Linked DNA regions of Mus musculus: regions 2 and 3 are each linked to region 1. A link is a contact called in public HiChIP or PLAC-seq and promoter capture Hi-C data. All regions are on one chromosome and are shown on one strand. Each heading gives the region's core, a stretch centred on a gene start, on an enhancer-like site or on the middle of the called end of the contact. The rest is flanking DNA. Distances are from core to core; before and after follow the strand shown.

Region 1 (3,785 bases), core at 606-3,105:
TGTTTGCTGGAAGAAAAGGATGAAGGACTTATATGTTAGCAGTATTTCACCATAAAAAAGTGAAAAAGGGAGAAGGCACCTCCTGTAGAACAGGGTGGCTAACACTACGGAAGGCCGACCATTTGCTGACGTCTGGGATGGGCACACCTTTCGACATGTTCCTCACCACTATGGAAATGTATTTGAGATCCCTAAAGTAGACTGCATATGCAAAGCAGCGAGGAGCAATGTGTCAAAGCTCTGGAGAGGCTGTCATTCCAACAGCGACCTAAACACTGCTTCTTTGCAAATTCTAATCGGTATATACAGATCCTTCCCTCAGAGTCTGCAAAGGGAGAGCAGAAAACCACACACATGAAGACCACCGCATCTCTACAACAACCACGCACACAAAGCTCTGGAGGCTCCTCTGGGAGCTGGTGGGGGAAGCGTGGGCCCTGAACGACCGGTTTTCATAGTGAGGCTCTAGGAACATGGGCTGGCTGTTATAAACAACCTCCGAGCCAAATGAGTGGTTTATGCTTAGCAAATGTACACAATGTCACACCACGACTTGGAACATCTCTGGCTTACCTATGTTTTCTCCACCCTGATTTTTTTTTTCACTTTCCTTCTTTTCTAATAAAGCAGAGTAAAAATAAATAGCCACCAAGTATAAGATACATAAGCTAGACAAGGTTCAGAAAGCATCCTATGACAACTCAGAATGGACAGCCACTCTTAAGTGGGCACTGTGCTTGTCTGCACCTCTTTCTGTGTCTGGCATAACAGTGGAGCTTGGAGAGTCGTGTCTCAGCTATGTAGATATAGGGGAAGCATTATAGGACAGCTACTCCAGAAGCTGAGGCAGGAGGACCACAGGTTCCAGGAGTTCTTGGTCTATTAAATGTGTTCAAGATCAGTCTATGCAGCTTTGAAAGATCCTGTTTTAGAAGGTTTAAAAAAAAAAAAAAACAAAAGGTAGGGAGGAGGCTGGAAGTTTCACTCAGTGGTAGAGTGTTTGCTGAGCATGATCGAGACCCTAAGTTCGGTTCTCAGTACTCTGCCACTCCTAAATGAAGAACAGGAACAAGACAAAGACAAGTAACTAAAGAAAATAGTTCAATCTTGGCAGTTGGTTAAAATGAGGAAAGGATTGCAGGTTACAGAACAATATAAATTTGGATTTTCTAAAGTAAATTCTGCTTAAAAATGAAAATATATAAAATATATATCATATTCTATTATGATTATATTTTGTATAATCATAATTATAATATGTTTTCATTATAGATATTTTACACATAGTATATACATATATATTTATACATTTATAAATATATTATACATATATGTGTATGCATCCCTCATATGCATATACATATGAATGTGTTGTGAAACATGGCTTGGAGAAGAGACAACAGTGTTTTGGAGACTCGTCTGAATAAACCCAGGCAGGGCAGTTGTAGAAGAGGTGTGGGCAGCTAGCTTGTGAGCAAGAGTGTCCATGAACAGAACGGGAGTGGTGGAAGCAATATAAACATGAACAGACCTCGATAATCTGGGACTTCAGTACGTGAAGAACCAAGCGGAACCTAGCGACTTTTAACCAGCAATATGGGGCCAGGCACGATGAGAAATGTTGGAAATAAATTACCCTATTTCACGTGTTGTCTAGTTATCCTGTGTTGTGGGACAGGAAGAGGATGAGAGCGTGCAGCCAGGGGCTTTGACCATGTATCTACAGTACTGTTTCATTTAGAGCTAAAATGCCCAGGGCTGTAATAATGACACCGGCCACCAGGGGGCAGCGACCCCTTAACCTTCGGGCGCCCATCTCATAGCGACAGTGATTGGGTTAGCGCGGCTCGAGGGCGAGCGTGACCGAAGGGACTTGGAGACTCGAGCTCCTCCAGCGCTCTGTAAATCCAATCCCCAGCCTTCGCCACTTAAGCTAGCTCCACCATCACCCGGAGGACGCATTAGCATTGCACAGCCTCCCCCGGCCCGGGCCTCACCCCGTCCAGAAGGAGGATGCGCCCTGCGCAGGAGCTGGTGGTGAAAAACTCTTCCCGCGAGTTCAGGAGCTCCACCACCTCCACCGCGTCCTCGTCCACACTGCCCTTGCGGCTAAGGTCCGCCTTGCTCAGACTCTGCGCCTTCCACCGGCCGAACTCCGCGCTACGGTCCATGAGCGAGCGAGCGAGCTGGGGTCGGCTTTCTGCTCTGGAATGCGCCTTCTTCTCCATGGGCGCAGCCATATTGCCGCCACGGTGGCCGGAGAGGACCAAAGTTCCCCATTGGCGCAACCAGGAGCAAGACGTGCGCCGCCAGACCGTACAGGCGTAAACCGAGAGGGGGAGCCTAGCGAAGTTAGGGAAAGCCAGCCCACCTCTTTCCCCACAGACCTTCTGGAGCTTAGGAGGTTTTGTTTCCTACTCTAGAGGAGGGTAAGTCACCCAGGACCGCAAGCAAGGTCCTACTCTTGTCTGCCGGGAGGCTTTTTTTTTTTTTTTTTTCTTTCTTTCAAGTTCTAGGCTCCAGGAGATCTATCTGCACTGGAGAACTGCACAGCAGGCGGCCGGTGGTTCCGACTGGGGTAGCTGCCTACTGATGCCTGGGGATTTCTGCCGCCACCCAGGCACTCGCGCCCCAACTCCGGGTTCACAACTTCCCAGGTGCAGGTAGAGGAGGTCTGTGTTCTGTCCTCCGGTGTGTATGCAGTGGGCGTTGTTATTCCTATTTTTAGACATAGTGGCACCCACCTACAGTAGTCTTCAAAAGAAAGAAGAGAGACCTAGAGAGAGTCAGAGACAGAGGGACACAGAGAGGGACAGAGTTAGAAAAACCTAATACATTGTTAACTACATCTTGCGCATTTACAGTTCCCAGAGTTCCTGCCTCAGTCTTGTGACCAGAAAAGACCTGTTAATGATTGAAAGTGCAGAGGCCACTGTGTGGACTTCGTGTCCACCTCGAGCCCCTGAAGCCACCATAACTCCCCGCTGGCTCCTGCCCTAGGAAATGCAGCTTGTAGCAAGCAGCATTCTGTCACACTGAAGCGGGGCCTGCCCTGTCCATGAGATGCTGCAGGGGTACAGAGTGATCAGTGTGAAAGCAAGACCGTGACAACATCATATAGCCAGAAGACTTGGACTGGATACTTTAATTTTCATCATTTATTCGTGTTTCCAAGTTAATAGTAAGCCACAAGCTTCCATGAGCCATTCTGGAACAGTGGCAGTACATTTTATAACTATGAGGCCTCTTTTTTAGTCTTCATTTAAAACTCTCTCTAGAAATCAATTTTATTTTATTTTGCTCTTTTTTCCACACCGTGTGTATTCCTGGTGCACTCAAAGGACAGAAGAGGGTATTAGATCTCCTGGGACTGGAGTTAGAATAGGTTTCGAGCCTGAGTCACCAAGTTGGTGCTGGAAAGCCAAATGAAGCCCTCAGCAAGAGGATAACAAGTGTTCCTTGCCGCTAGCCCTAACCTTGGCCCTCTGCACTTCATTAGTAATATGTCTTTCCTCTTGAGTTTGAGAGTTGACTCACTAACTCTATGTTAAGATATACATACGTCTAACATATCCCCTACCCATTTAACTTTCATTTAAACCAATGAATGAGTTTCAATCAGTCTAGAGGAGGAATTTTTAACTGTGTATGTCCTAGAAATAAAAAGTAAAATAAAAATAAAACAAGGTACTATAAACAGTTTTCACAACATATATATGATAGATAGAAAAGCCCATTTAAACCATAGCATAGTTAACAAACCAAAGAAACTAGGCATGATGGTG
Region 2 (4,032 bases), core at 1,503-4,002, 290 kb before region 1:
TGTAACATATATTTTAAGCATTTAATTAAATGTAAAAATCTTTTTTAATATTTTGATACTGTAGATGGTTTTAATGTATAAGTATGGGGAAGATAGCAGACCATAGCCCTTCATATCTATTAAACTATTATAGATGAATATTTCACTTAAAAGACATTTATACACATTTCCTTAGTAATTTGTCTTTAGATTGCTAGCAATCAGTGGGTATTTAATCTTGTTTCTAATATTCAGATTTATTGGGGCATAGATCAATCCAGTTGTGCCACTTAGGAGGTCTGTGTAAATGCTGGCATTAAGATGTTGTTGTTTTAATTAGTGCTGCCCTCAGCCTTGGTCAGAGACGCTTCTCTCTGGTTGTCAGCTAATGCAGACTCATAACCAGCCCAAGTGACTATGAAATGAGCATCCCTAAGTGAGACGTGTGTGTCAGCTGCCTCCTCTGAGAGTTAGCAAACTTCAGGAAGGAGGTGCAGAGACTGCAGGTGATGGAGGGTAGGGTGGTGGGCAGTTGGGATGCCACCTGGCAGTAAGTGACTGATGCACCCATGAAGTCACTGCAGAAGATCAAACCAGTGTGATCAGTGAACGTTCCAACAGGCAGGCCTAACTGGATTCAATGGCTCGTGAATAAAAAGAGGGGACATTAGAGGGGGGAAGGGGCTGCTGGGGGAGGGGAACATTAAAGGGGGGAGGGGTACCTTGGGAGGAGTGGAGAGGGGAAGTTGAAGATGGATGTGTTCGAGACACATTGTTTACACATATGAAATTATCAAAAGAAGGTATTCTAATTTAAAAAAATTGTATAAAATGGAAAAATCAGGTTATAAAATAGGACTGTGTGTGAACATAGTAAATATCTTTTTACATGCTATCCAGCATCCCTAAACTTTGCTATTGTTTTTTAGTATTTGTATGTATGTATGCATGTGTGTGTGTGTGTGTGTGTGTGTGTAGGCAATGATGGGGTATCTTCTATTCTACATCTTAGGTTTTTTTATTCATTAATTCAAGTTTTTTGTTTAAAAATAATTATTTATTTTATGCATATGAGTACATTGTCACTGTCTTCAGACACACCAGAAGAGGGCATCAGATCCCATTACAGATGGTTGTGAGCCACCATGTGGTTGCTGGGAAATGAACTCAGGACCTTTGGAAGAACAGCCAGTGCTCTTAACTGAGCCATCTCTCCAGCCCCCACCTTAGTTCGAGACGGTGTCTCCTACTGAACCTGATACTTGCTGTTTGAGCTGGGATGTGTGACCAGCAAGCTCCCAGGAGCCACAAGCTTTTGTCCCTCCCAGTGCTAGAGTTAAGGACGTGTGTGGCCACACCCAGCTTTTACATGGTAGATAGGCATTTGAACTCAAACCTTCTTGCTTCAACTGTTTAGCCACTGGTGACTGAAATTCTGCTTTTCCAGGCTCCATCTCTGGAGGGACAGGGTCGCAGGCATGTGCCATCATACCTGGGTTTTAATGGGCTGAAGACTGAACCGGGACCTCATGCAGAGTGGACACTCTATCAACTGAACTCAGTTTCAGCTCCTGTGCCTAAGACTCAGATGCAGATCCGTTTCCCTGAAACTTTAGTTGTACAATTTCAGATCCTTTACCTCCTGCGGTCGGCATGTTGAGAACTTTTTCTGAGCTAATATACATTCAGGAGAATATTGCCATCTAAAAGACCTCAAACAACACAGAAGTGCTTCTTTCCCAACTGGTAAGGCCCTCACACCATAGCAAACATCTCGAGACCCCCACCTAATCTCATAATTCTACTCCAGTAATTATATACACTGTGTGCCAAGAAATGCTACAGCTATCAGCTTTCAAATGCCTATAACAATTTTTTTAAAGTATGAACTATGATTCTACCTCACAGTGTTTATTATGGAATACTCAACTACGTGTGCTTATAATTTATAATAATATGGGATTTTAAGAATGGCATTTGTGAAATGTAAGATTATTGTTGTTAATGGCACCTCGTCCGACTAACAAGCATGGCTTAAGAGCCCCGAGTCGAGTTTCCCTGTTTGAGTAGGAAGCTTGATTCCCAAGGCAAAAGTCACCCGACCCTCCCAGCTTCGTGGTTTTAAGGGTATTAAAATGCTCTAACTGCCTTGGTGTTGTAGGTCTCCACCAGCAGGGTTTGAGATCTTTCTAGAACCCTTGTTTGCTGCACCTACTGGTAAAATGAATATCTTAACTCTTCTCTGTTCTCTTCATGTCGAAAGGAAAGCTGTTATCTGGCCCCTTCTCATGCAACAACAGAAAGCCCCTCCCTCCCACCAGCACCAAAACTACTCCACTGCCTCCAGTTCTAACCCAGTGTATATGATGTTCACACCGGGTTCACACCGGGCATGGCAGCTCAGACAAACTTGACCTTCTGGTGACTTTCTGTGTAAAGTTCAGACACAGCCACAGGCTCCTGTCCCCTGACACTGTCAATTCTGTATCCATCTCTTGTCGTTAATGATGCTTGGTGCAGGGAATATAAGCCTCATCCATTCGCAGAGCTTTGAATCTCTGCTGAAGAACTCTGACTCCAGCTTTGAGATTTATCTTCGGGAGTTTTAAAAACCCTGACAAATTCAGGGAAAAGGGCAGTGGAGAGAAAAGTCTTGCCTCTGAGCCCCTCCCAGGCTGAGGATGCCAATAACACACAGCTGGGGTGGGGGTGGGGGTGCTCTCAAGCTGCCCAGGGCTGAGCTCGGCTGATCCACGGGAGCTGGCTCAGACATCTGGGAAACGTAAAGCTGACATCACCACCCTTCCCTGCCTATGTCAGGTAGTGAGACCCAAGGAGACCAGCATCAATCTCCCAACAGCTCAGAGTGACTTTTAGTTCTGCTATTTGGACTTTGGTCAAAGGGATTGCAACCAGAACAGCAGGTTGAAACAAGAAAATTGTTCCTCCTTTCTTCCACTGGGACGTGCAGCTCCTTGCACGAGGCAGACTGTCCGTCTAGTTACTTGTGCCCATGTGACTGCATTCTGGCTGCATTTATGATGAGTAGGCTGCAATTACAAATACTTCACTATTACTTCCAGTCCCCAGCCAGATGTGCATCTGCTCCCTAAGCAAGCACGCAAGCCCAAGAGTCACACTCTCTCTACGTGGCAGCGTGGCGCTGTGCACCTTCGTAGTCAGAGAGAAGCGCCTATTGCCTACGCACAGGGTAAAGTCCTGGGGTTACAATTTAGAACCGAGAAGTTTGTTCAGGGTTGGGAGGGAGGGGGGAAAGCAGTTACTTGGAAAGCAAAACCAAAACAAACCCAGAGCCCTTGTTCTAGAATCTCTACTCAAACTCAAATCCTTCTGGTTTCTTTAAAACTCTGAAGAAATATATGATTTAGCTACATTCCATGTTTAGAGCAGGGCGCTCCAACCGTCATTCTGAAGAGCACTCTGTGTTTAAGCTCACATTAATTTGAGCTAGTTTGAAAGTTATTAGAGGCCAAATGAGATGTTTTCACGTGGGCTTGTTTTTGTTGTTAAGAATAGTCATCTACAAATAGGTTTCCCAATAAAATGTACCCATAACCCTGTTTTCAAAAGAAAACAGCTTTAAAAAAAAAAAAAGAATTAAGAGCAATTTACTGGTGACAATACACACAGAAGAGAAGTGGGCAGCAACTTTCACAAGGATGCAAAGTGTTTAATGAACTTAGGATGGTAGGCTTTGTAAACTAGAGTGTTATTTACAGCTAGAACTCCAAGTGCAGGCACCCCGTGGGTGTGCGCGGCATGCTACAACGGACGTGCCTTCAGCTTGTCCCGAAAACACTGGCAAAATAAATTTCAGTTGCAAATTCACAGATACAAGCTTCAAGGTATAAAGTTGTATATGACAAAAAATACAGATAATATTTATAACAATAACTTACAGGTACAAACTAATGATAAACTACAGTTTCACAAAGGATTGTAAACGTTTTGCACACGATCAGTCCTGCCTTTCAGGCAAAGTGCTCTTTTGGTGACAAATAAGTTAATAGACACACACTCGAGCCAACTATC
Region 3 (3,627 bases), core at 907-3,406, 330 kb before region 1:
TAAAGGGTATTCAGGCAGTTTTTTTTACAACACTATAAATGTGTGATCAATTAGCCATAAAAAATATTGAGTTGTAGTTGACCAGCATATGGTACTGAATTTGTAAATATGCTGCTATGGTTATAGTTACTGTTGAAGCCGGTGAACAACTTTCTAAAACTGTGATTCAACTTGTGTTCCTGGTTTCCTAGAAAGCATATTTCAAGTGGGTGAGTTAGTCCGTGACAAGCTGTAGAAGGGCAGGTCCTGTGGGCTCAGCACTAAACCTGCTGCAGGTGGACCGAGCCTGGAGCCTCATCTCTGTTTTATCGAAATGAGACTCATGCTTGGTTGAAGTCGGAGTTTGGGGATAACCTCTCCATTACTGTGAAGCTCTGGCCACCTGAGAATATCTGAACAGAGCAGAAATGGCTGCCTCCCTCACCTCTCGCCTCCCCTGAGCTTCCTCACACAGTCATGCAGAAGGCCCGTGGATTCTCCTTTGCATGGGCACGCCCAGGCACAAGGTCGAAGTTCGACTTTTAGTGAGGGAGGAAATCGGATGAAGGTTCAGAGCAGTGGCCTCCTATCAGGTTCAGAGCAGTGGCCTCCTATCAATCAGGTATCGCTTCTGGTGCTTCCTGGGGCTATGCATGTTTCAGATCAAGAGTTCTTGCATCACCACAGCCCCAGGGCTTAGAATGGAAGCTGGTTTGTTGTGGCCATGCCTAAATCTCACACGGTGCAGAAAAGTGGGAATTGGATTCGCACGCGTTGCATGCTTTTCCCTGTGTGTAGAATTGGGCCAAGTATAAAGAGGCCCTCCACAGAGCACAGGGTTAGCCGGTGCCCTTTTGGTTTTGACACTAAACTCACGTCAGATTGTCTATATATTATTAGTGCAATGTGTGGCCATCAATATAGCCCACGCATTTGAGAGTCTGAAATATATCCTTGTGTTATAAGTTGATATAAATGCTAATTTTCTTACCCTGAAGTGTGCGAACCTAGATTTAGAATGGTGGTATGGCATCTTCCTACATAGAACCAGTAATTCCAGAAGGTTTTCGAAGTATTGGTCCACAGGAGTCACTAGCTTCTTCTTGGCTTGCTTTATTGAGATTATTAGTCCCAAATGTCACCTGTCATTTTCTTTTTCCTTGATAACAGAGAAAAGCAATCACTTATCTATTTTTCTTGCATTTTAATAGTATTTTATTTACAGCCATGCAAGGACCTCAATAAAAATCTATGGCAATGGTGACATATAGTGAGCCTGTAGCTAGCTGCAGGGTCTACCTAACTCACGAGCTTGTGTTAGGATGTGGACCACTCTCTGGACCATGATAAGACCCTCTAGTTGATTCAGATACATGCAAAAGTTGTGAAGTTGGCTATAGATCAGATATAAGAAATTATCTGTCTGGTTTGCTGTGTTATAGTATACTCCCACTCAGAAAAATAGTCTCCGTTTGTTACTTCTATAATTAAAATGCATACAGTAAGAATGAATGTTGTTTTTGAGAAGAATTTTAGAAGCCATTTTTCTTACACAGCAATTAAAGTTTTTTGAAACACAGAGCAATATTTCCAGAACTGTTTATGGAAGGATTTGAGATCACACACAAAGGTCTCTTTGCCGAGGCTTTACAATCTAAATTGCCATTGGCCAAACAAAGGCAATTTGGAAATAGATGCTGTAATTTAGAAAGTGAATTTGGATGGGGAGTAAATGTTATTTCTTAAGTCATTCTATGGAAATGCTTGAACTGTCGCCAGAACTGACCTGGGACACAGAATGAAATGATATCTTATCGATGTAATAATAAGGGCTGATTGTTTTCTCATAGCTGTTTACAATGAACGCTGATGCTGTCTAAAGGAGCGATGTTTGGCGTTGCTGTGCAGCGGGTGGGCAGCAGGTGGCGATGTTGCTCCTCCCACCGCTTCGCTGCTCTATTGACTTTGCCCTCCTCCCTCCTAGTGGAAGACCTAGAAAGAAACGAAGGCTCTCCTTCAAGACCCTATTTCGTGACTCCGGCTCTAATGAACATTTTGCTGGAGCAGGGCAAGATCAAGAAGCAGTAGGAGAGCCAGCTGGATATCCTGCTGCCTGTGTCGCCTCCCACACTGTATCCGTCCAACACACCTTCCCGTAGTGCTTTGGTTGGGGACGTTCGTATCCCCGCCTTGCTGGCTTGCTTTTGCATCTTATACCAAAGCCCCACACTGTAGCCTGTGAAGCCATCAGAAGTCACAAGGGGATTGTTAATTACATGCAACATTTTTATACTAAGATCTTTCGTTTTGTAATTTATTATTATTATTATTATTATTATTATTATTATTATCATTTTTACAGAGAGTGACTTGGATGTTTTGAAAAAAATATTGAATACATTCATAATCTTTTTAATAGTAACTCCATGAAGGATACATGATCTAAATTGATAGCTCCTAGTGTATTTTTAAAGACGACAACTAAAAGACTTCTGTAGGGAAAATTGGTAATTAAAGCAAGATAAATGTTTTTTAAGGCCCTTCCCCGCCTCCTGTTTGACAGTCAACGGGTTAAGCGGACCACCCGCTTTGGTCTTTGCATCCTGTGAGAGCTGCCAGTCAGTCCTTCAGCCCTTACCACTCAATTCTCTCAGTGCCTTCCTGGCTGGTCAGTACTTCCCGGATCTTGTGAGCAAGTGGACAGACCTCGTTTGAAAGAAATTAAACTTTAAACCCTGCAATGCTGAGTGATGACAAGTCTCATGCTTCTTTTGTTTTGTTATTTTTGTTTTGTTTTTGATGTTTTGTTTGGCTTTGTTTTGTTTTGTCTTGCTCACTGACTGGACTCCACTAGCCATGACACTACCTTTGATATCCTCCTCATCAAAGGAGTACACTGTGTGATACAAACAATTCCCCTTGTGCCTAGTGGATATTCACAAATGGGTGCCACACGCAACACGCAACACGCAAAGCAGCCTGAACGAACATGTGTTGGATTTGTCTTTGTTTTTACTAAAAGAAGTTTTAAAGTATAATCTTTTCTATAGCGGTTCCTTTGAAATATGGGTCGGCATGCACACGTCTGGTGTCTCACCCATACCTGAAGGGGAAGCCTGTGGGAGTTTCACAGGGCAACTTTCCCTCTGAGGGGAAGCTGTGTGCTGGGCTGGAAAGCCCCATTACCTGTGGCTCTTCTATCCTGTTATGGATTGTCAGTTCCACTAACTTTTATACGAAACAACCTGTTTACCTGTCAGTTTTTTATTGTGCCAATAGAAACTGGAACGGTTTTTAATTCAGTTTTGAATAATTTTATGAGGATTGCTAAGTTTTAGGAGAACTTGACTCAGTTCACCAACTCAGCAAGTCACCCGAGAAGGGGATCAGTGAGAGTCAATCAACAATACCTACTGTTGTTTATTGATGGTTTGTTGAAAACTCACTTTAGATACCTTTATACCAAAAAGCTCCCACTGGCGCCTTGCAGTGTGGGCTCACCACCCCCTACCCCCACCCCACGCCACGCCTGGTGGTTTGGGCTCTGCTGAGCCCATGGTGGTGTGGGTTGTGTAGTTAGTGTGTCTCTGCTATGCAGGAACACTGAAAGCATAGGGTCTAAATACCTTTGATAGATAAAATGGTTGA

The links. Promoter capture Hi-C pulls out the DNA fragments that hold promoters and counts their contacts. HiChIP or PLAC-seq counts read pairs in DNA pulled down with a chosen protein or histone mark.
Region 2: a contact with region 1 is called in a promoter capture Hi-C map of second pharyngeal arch cranial neural crest. The contact joins the enhancer-like site here to the promoter of Cryz in region 1. A contact is called at or near these places in 10 of 39 promoter capture datasets (cranial neural crest, embryonic stem cells, frontonasal cranial neural crest and 5 more), 10 of 115 datasets of contacts at active chromatin or transcription factors (T-cell acute lymphoblastic leukemia, craniofacial prominence, embryonic basal ganglia and 4 more) and 1 of 9 other capture datasets (adipose tissue).
Region 3: an H3K4me3 HiChIP or PLAC-seq map of the SCID.adh cell line shows a contact between it and region 1, with 6 times the contacts expected there. The contact joins the enhancer-like site here to the promoter of Cryz in region 1. A contact is called at or near these places in 16 of 39 promoter capture datasets (3T3-L1-derived adipocytes, the C10 cell line, the HPC-7 cell line and 10 more), 1 of 15 datasets of contacts at CTCF or cohesin (embryonic stem cells), 1 of 484 Hi-C or Micro-C datasets (bone marrow-derived macrophages), 19 of 115 datasets of contacts at active chromatin or transcription factors (the SCID.adh cell line, T-cell acute lymphoblastic leukemia, cardiomyocytes and 11 more) and 3 of 9 other capture datasets (adipose tissue, liver and pancreatic islet).

The regions. Positions count from the first base shown.
Region 1 is chr3:154,594,856-154,598,640 of GRCm38.p6, forward strand. It overlaps Cryz (crystallin, zeta), which reads left to right and starts at 1,856. Exons shown (of 9, transcript NM_009968.4): 1 at 1,856-2,429. It overlaps Tyw3 (tRNA-yW synthesizing protein 3 homolog (S. cerevisiae)), which reads right to left and starts at 2,243. Exons shown (of 6, transcript NM_172474.5): 1 at 1,998-2,243. The coding sequence starts at 2,171.
Region 2 is chr3:154,302,644-154,306,675 of GRCm38.p6, forward strand. It overlaps Lhx8 (LIM homeobox protein 8), which reads right to left. Exons shown (of 9, transcript NM_010713.2): 9 at 3,650-4,032. Among named protein-coding and RNA genes, the nearest start is that of Lhx8, 26 kb to the right of the region's middle. Within about 2 kb of position 2,753, at least 15 of the 459 cell types and tissues checked have an H3K27ac peak or open chromatin away from gene starts, as enhancers often do. A contact at or near this core is called in second pharyngeal arch cranial neural crest, where this site is marked.
Region 3 is chr3:154,268,020-154,271,646 of GRCm38.p6, forward strand. Slc44a5 (solute carrier family 44, member 5) reads left to right here. Exons shown (of 22, transcript NM_001081263.1): 22 at 1,964-3,627. The coding sequence ends at 2,067. Among named protein-coding and RNA genes, the nearest start is that of Lhx8, 61 kb to the right of the region's middle. Within about 2 kb of position 2,157, at least 11 of the 459 cell types and tissues checked have an H3K27ac peak or open chromatin away from gene starts, as enhancers often do. A contact at or near this core is called in the SCID.adh cell line, where this site is marked.